Regions from separate parts of the Sus scrofa genome. Here region 2 is linked to region 1. Evidence: chromatin contacts called from public HiChIP or PLAC-seq data. All regions are on one chromosome and are shown on one strand. The core of a region is the stretch at or near the end of the contact, and the rest is flanking DNA. Distances in the headings are between cores, read along the strand shown.

Region 1 (3,140 bases), core at 203-2,702:
ATTTACTATGTTGCTCCTGCCTCCACATCACTTGGAAAGTTCTAGGATGTCCGAGACTTCCCTGCTCCCCATTCTAAAGCCCAGAAACACGGGAGAGAAGAGAGGAGAGGAAGGAGAGAAGAGAGGCAGGAATTCATAGAGAAGCTCCAGGACATATTGCACCCAAGGGCGGCATAACCTCCACCATGAGCTTTTTTACTGGCAAAACATTTCTTTCTACATGATTTTTTTTAGGCCATGCCTGCAGCATGTGCGAGCTCCTGGGCCACAGATTGAACCTGTGCCACAGCAGTGACAGTGCTGGAGTCTCAACCTGCTGAGCTACCAGGGAACTCCAATGTAATTATTTTTTTACATGAGGAACAGCATTTTTTTCCCCCAGGGGCACACCTGTGGCATATGGAAGTTCCCAGGCTAGGGGCTGAATCAGAGTTGCAGCTGCCTTCCTACGCCACAGCCACACAACATGGAATCCGAGCCATACCCATGACCTACACCGCAGGTCATGGCAATCCCAGATACTTAACCCACTTGGCAAGGCCAGGGATCGAACCCACGTCCTCACAGATATTAAGTAGGGTTCTTTTTTTTTTGTCTTTTGTCTTTATTGTCTTTTGTTGTTGTTGTTGCTATTTCTTGGGCCGCTCCCGCTGCATATGGAGGTTCCCAGGCTAGGGGTCCAATCGGAGCTGTAGCCACCAGCCTACGCCAGAGCCACAGCAACGCAGGATCCGAGCCACGTCTGCAACCTACACCACAGCTCACGGCAACGCCGGATCGTTAACCCACTGAGCAAGGGCAGGGATCGAACCCACAACCTCATGGTTCCTAGTCGGATTCGTTAACCACTGCGCCACGACGGGAACTCCTAAGTAGGGTTCTTTACCTCTGAGCCACAGCGGGAATTCTGAGGAACAGAATTTTAAAGGGGATGACTTTTAAACCTTTTTCAGACCCTAAGTAGCCTCATATGGCTTGGGCTGCCACTAGTGAGCTCTATGTGTGTGTGTGACCTCAGGCATGACCCTTCAACTCTCTGAGCCTGAGTTTCCCTGTGCAGAAAATGGGTACCACCAGGCCTTCACAGCACTACCACCACTCCACACACAGGCAGAGCCCGGCCCTATGGGCCCTGCCAAGTGGCCCTGCTGTTTTCTAGTCACTTCTGGCCAAGCTCAGGAGAACCCTCTTGGACGGTGGGGCCTAGGAGCTTGCTGCGGTGTCCGTGTGCTGGGATCTCTGTAGGCGCCCTACCTGAACCTCTAGGAACTATCTGGTCTCCGGGGGGAGCCACAGGTCAGTGGAGAGAAAGGGCACTGGGGGAGGAGCACCCACGTCCCTCCCCAGAGCCACCCTCCGCCCTCATCCTAAGCACCCTACCTTTCTCCCTAAACCCACTTCCTCCTGCTCCTGGCTCCTCCCCATTGACTGACTGCCAAGTGGCTTTGCTTTCTATTTCTCTGTTAACTCCTCCCCGGTGCAGAGGCCGGGGCGTGCAGAGCGGCAGGCAGTGGTCACAGAGGCGGTGGAGCGATGGCCTTCAGCGGCGCCCAGGCTCCCTACATGAACCCGGTGAGTTCCGGGGCTGCAGGGGGCCTCAGTGGGGGGAGGTCAGCGCTGGGTCTCTGAGGAAAGAGCTCTTGCAGGCGGTGGAGGGTGGAAGAGGCATCGCAAAGGGCACAAGAAGGGCAGAAGTGCCAGATGGGGCGACCCTGACACAACATCTGCCCCACGCCTGTCTCCCCAGCACCTGTCAGGGCTGGAGGGGGCGAGCCAGCATCATGAGGATGTGTGAATCCCAGCGGTTCCTGAGCCCCCTCCGTAGAACACCTGCGCCGTTCTTTGTGCTTTGGGTGGTGGGGAGAAGGGCATAAGTAGTCACTACAAGAGCAATGATGTGTGGAGTTCCCACTGCGGCTCAGGGGGTTAAGAACCCAACTGGTTTTCATGAGGATGCGGGTTGGATCCATGGCCTCGCTCAGTTGGTTAAGGCTTCAGCGTTGCTGCAAGCTGCGGGTAGGTCCAGATCTGGCGTTGCTGTGGCTGTGGTGTAGGCTGGCAGCTGCAGCTCGGATTGGGCCCCTAGCCTGGGAACTTCCATATGCCACAGGGGCAGCCCTAAAAAACCACCACCAACAACAAAGAGTGATGGTGTGTTTGTATGAAAGAAGAGGTAAACGGAGCTTCTGGGGAGGACAACAACCCAGCATGGCAGCTGGGGGCACTTACTCCCTGGGCTCAGCCATTAATTAGCTGAGTCACCTCAAAGAAGTTACCTTACCTCTCTAGGCCTGTTTCCTCGGGGGGCGGGGGGGGATGCTCCTTGAGCCATCGCCCAGGCTGGGGTAAGGTTTAAGTGGGGAGTGCTTAGAGAGAGCTTGAACCCCGTCAGGCCCCCTGTGGATGCTAGAAGCCTGTAGCATCCTTAGGAGCCTGGGGGCAGCAGGGAGGGCCTCCTGGGGGAGGTGTCTGCTCCCCAAGGAGTGAGTCCACTAGGCAGGAGCAGGTCAAGGGTGTCTCCAGAGGGACCATCTCAGGAGTAAGCGGGGAGCCGGGCTGTCCCTGGTGTGTGGGGTGCAAAGGGCCGCCTCTGCGCCTTTTCACCGCCTGTGTGGAGGCCCCGTCAGGGAAGACGCGTTTGAACCCTGAGAACTTTATCATCCCCACGCCATATACCGAACTGAGACTCAGGGAGGCTGAGGCCACTTGCCAAGTGTCCCCAGAAGACATGGCCAAGAAGGGAGGTGCCTTGATTCCCACCCTGCCCCCCAGAAGAGGGAGGGGCCCACGGAGAGCACTGGGGAGGCGGCGGCACGCAGCCCCCCGCCCAGGTTTCCGTATCCTGGTCCCTGCCCCCCATCCTGCTGTAGGATCCTCTCCCAGCTCCCAGCAAGGGCTTCCCCAGAGGCCCTGCAGAGCCTGGGCTGACGGAGCCCTTCCCAGGTGAGGGTGGGGACAGCAGGTGCTGGAGGGCCCGTGCTGCTGGGGCGCCACACTCAAGCCCACCTCTGCAGGGGCCCCAGCTGGGCCTGTTGGTGCCTCCACCGTGGTCTCGAGGTCAGAACATGTCACCTCAGGCTCCTTCTCCATTAGATGGGGGACCCATCCACCCCACATGGCCGCCCTCTCCAGGGTCACCT
Region 2 (3,380 bases), core at 115-2,614, 130 kb after region 1:
TATCTCTGTATTCCTTCCCCCACTGGAATGTCAGCTCCCTAACAACAGGGAGTTTATTTACCTTGCTCCTGGCTGCACCCCTAATAGTGTGTCTGACACAAAAGACACGCGTGTTTTGAACAGTCACTGACGCCAACAAGGTGCTAGATGCTGAAGTCACAGAAACAAAGGAGACAACTTCTGACCCCACAGAACGCATTAACAGACGATAATAAAAACTAAGTATTCAATTATAACTAAATACTGCAAGTGGAATTCAGGTCCCAGAGGGCCTCACCCATGCAAGGGTCAGAGAAGGTTTCTGGAAAAAGAGACATCAAATCTAGGTCTGGGAGTTCCCCTCCTAGCGCAGCAGAAACGAATCGCAAAAGGAATCATAAGGTTGAGGGTTTGATCCCTGGCCTCGCTCAACCGGTGAGCTGTGGTGTAGGTCGCAGAGGCGGCTCAGATCCGGCCTTGCTGTGGCTCTGGCATAGGCCAGTAGGCCAGCGGCTGCAGCTCTGAATAGACCCCTAGCCTGGGAACCTCTATATGCCAAGGGTGCGGCCCTAAAAAGACAATAAAAAAAAAAAAAAATCTGAGGTCTGAAGGAGTAGCCCTTGGTTGGGTGAAGGTGAAAGGGGTAGTGAAGGCAGAGAGTGCAGCCTGAATCCTGTGACTACACTGGAAGGCAGTGAATTGTGCACTTTAAGCGGGTGAATCGTATGCTGTGTAAAAACAAATCAAAAGAAAGGTTAGTCCTAAGGTCTTAGGGGTTTCAGCCACGGAGTGACCTGATCTGCTGGGCAGAGGGTAAATCAAAACGTGAAGGTGACTCCAGGTAAGCGCGCTCACCGGGTGCTGCGGACACACGGGCCATGGAGGCCCATGTCTGCTTTGAAAAACGGGCAAAGCGAAGCCCTCGCGGAGGCGCCTGCGGGACGGGAACGTCCCTGGGCTTCCCGTGCTTCCCCCACCCCCCCCGCCCGCCCCGCGCCCCGACGCCCCACGCCACCCCGCGCCGCCGCGTCCTGGGGCCTCCTCGCTCCTCCGAGCCGCCCCCGCGAGGCCTGCGGCGCGTCCAGGAGCCGCGCTCCGGAGAACACGGCCCTCCCCAGGAATGAGACGCTCGGGGAGACAAAGGGAGCGGCGCTAGGACTTCCACAGGCCGCACCAGGCCGAGGACGCCCGAAGCTCCCATCCCCAACCTTTCCCCGCAGCCCAGGGGACTCCAGCCCCCGCGCGGACGCCCTCGCTCCCGCCCTCCGCCGGCGCCGCGCGGCTCACCCGCCTCCACCGGGAAACCTCAGCCTGGGACGCGGCGGACGCGGCGGCTATGAGTGCGCCTGCGCCCGGGACAGCCGAAGCACCGCCCACCCCCGGCCACTGTGCGCTGAGCGCCCTCTACCGGCCGCGCGAGATACTTGATGAAGGACCCGTGCTGGATGCCCCATGCCCAATCCAAGCCCACCCTGTTGAAAAAAAAAGCAAAACAAAAAACTGTCCCACTAACAAGCTTCTTTGCCTTGAACACCCACTCTTCCTTTTGGCATTTGCTACCAGAGATAAGCCCTGAAGGCAGGCTCTCCCCATTTTCCTGAATATGAACTGCTGCTAAAATATGAGGGGTGTTGAAGATCTGTGCAAAGCCTTGCAGGAGGACGGCTTCTAAACCACTCGTGTTGATGACAGGAATTATATTTGGATGGGAATCTGCATTTTGAGTCATTTCGTCAAATTACAGCCCCATAACACCTGTCAAAAGAATAAATATGACAGTAATAGGCATGCTTCCTTTCAGACCCGTGTATAATTATAATTGAGGGAAAGAATACAGAATTTAAACTCACAGCTACTGCCAGTATCATTCTTTGAAAATGGAATAATGCTGTTTTATTAAATAGGCTCTCCCCGCTCTCTAATGTTTAGAGCTAAAGTGCTTCTCTGAATTGATTTAAATACAAGTTTTATATCGTGAAAGAAATAAAGATGAGTCTTTATCTTAAGACAAACCCCCTGTTCAATGATGCTGCTGATCTCTCAGCTGATGCTAAAAGGGAGTTAGGTTGTTAGTGGATAATACTGCTTCTGTTCACTTCTCTCTTCTCTAGGGCTTTTTTAACCTGTTTATAATGAAAAGGCTGATTTCCTTACACAGACTCCATGTGTAGCTGGTTTAACAAGAACTTTCTGTTTTTCCTTGTTTTCTTTTTTCCTTCTTCTCTTCTTTCTAAGGAATGCATTGCTTCCTGTTGGAACCTGGGAATCTACTCTTCTCCCTTCAGGATAAGAGAAGGAGGGGATATTTCTTAACAAAAGGAGTTTCTTAAGGGTTCTCTCTTTTTTTTTTTCCTAATATCCTTTAGAGTTTCCTTCCTTCCTCTGACCCTCCCCCCCCTCCTTCCTCTCTCTCTCTTTTTTTTTTTTTGGCTTTTTTTTTTAGGACTGCACCCACAGCATATGGAGGTTCCCAGCATATGGAGGTCCAATCGGAGCTACTGCTGCCAGCCTACACCACAGCCACAGCAACTCGGGATCCGAGCTGCATCTGCAACCTACACCACAGCTCACGGCAAGGCCAGATCCTTAAGCCACTGAGCAAGTCCAGGGATGGAACCCTCAACCTCATGGTTCCCAGTCAGATTCATTTCCTCTGTGCCATGATGGGAACTCCCCTCCTTCCTCTCTTTCCATCTGCCTCTTCCTTTTCTCTCTTTCTTCCTTCTTTTCTTTCTCTTTCTTCCCACTTCTTCCCTTCCTCCCTCCCTTCCTTCCTTTGCCCTCTTCACCTAACACACCAGCCTTCCTCCAAACCAGGTGGGGGTTCTTCCCCTGAAATATTCAAACAAAAGCTGCAACCCTTCAATTTATTTTCAATATGACTTGGGCCAAATAAATCTGAAAGGTACTATTGTACCCTCATAAATCAGCCCTCTTGTTGACACACGCGTGGACAGGGGCGCATCATTACCTTAGATCCAGTGGATAAATAATGAAGCTGTTATAGAGCCCTTATTAGGAAAAACCTGCCGGATCACCATCCATTCCTGTTTTCAGCCTTAGGATCACTTCATATTTTGAAGAAATTATTACAGTCTGTTCTTTGGCCCTATCTCCCTTTTGTTCCTAGATCCCTGTGTTCCTGCATCAACAACATTGTTCTAATACCTAGATCTCATAAAATATTCAAGAAGCAAGCTGTTCACTTTACCTCAGAAAGACTCCACCTTCAAATGCATTGATGCCTCGTCTGTCTTTACAAACACACAAGATTTTACCTTTTGCAAACATCCCGTACAAGCAGCCGAACACCAAGGGGGGGAAAAGAAAACCAACGTAGGGCAGGCTTGGATAACAATTTCCAATTTTTTTCCCCAGTCATCATAGAAACCTAGATTTTT

What was found. HiChIP or PLAC-seq counts read pairs in DNA pulled down with a chosen protein or histone mark.
Region 2: an H3K27ac HiChIP or PLAC-seq map of alveolar macrophages shows a contact between it and region 1. The contact joins the promoter of LYRM9 here to the promoter of LGALS9 in region 1. A contact is called at or near these places in 5 of 47 Hi-C or Micro-C datasets (embryonic fibroblasts, heart right ventricle, mesenteric adipose tissue and 2 more) and 1 of 2 datasets of contacts at active chromatin or transcription factors (alveolar macrophages).

The regions. Positions count from the first base shown.
Region 1 is chr12:44,153,738-44,156,877 of Sscrofa11.1, forward strand. It overlaps LGALS9 (galectin 9), which reads left to right and starts at 1,453. Exons shown (of 11, transcript NM_213932.2): 1 at 1,453-1,572. The coding sequence starts at 1,534.
Region 2 is chr12:44,288,323-44,291,702 of Sscrofa11.1, forward strand. LYRM9 (LYR motif-containing protein 9) reads right to left here and starts at 1,365. Exons shown (of 4, transcript XM_003358165.4): 1 at 1,267-1,365.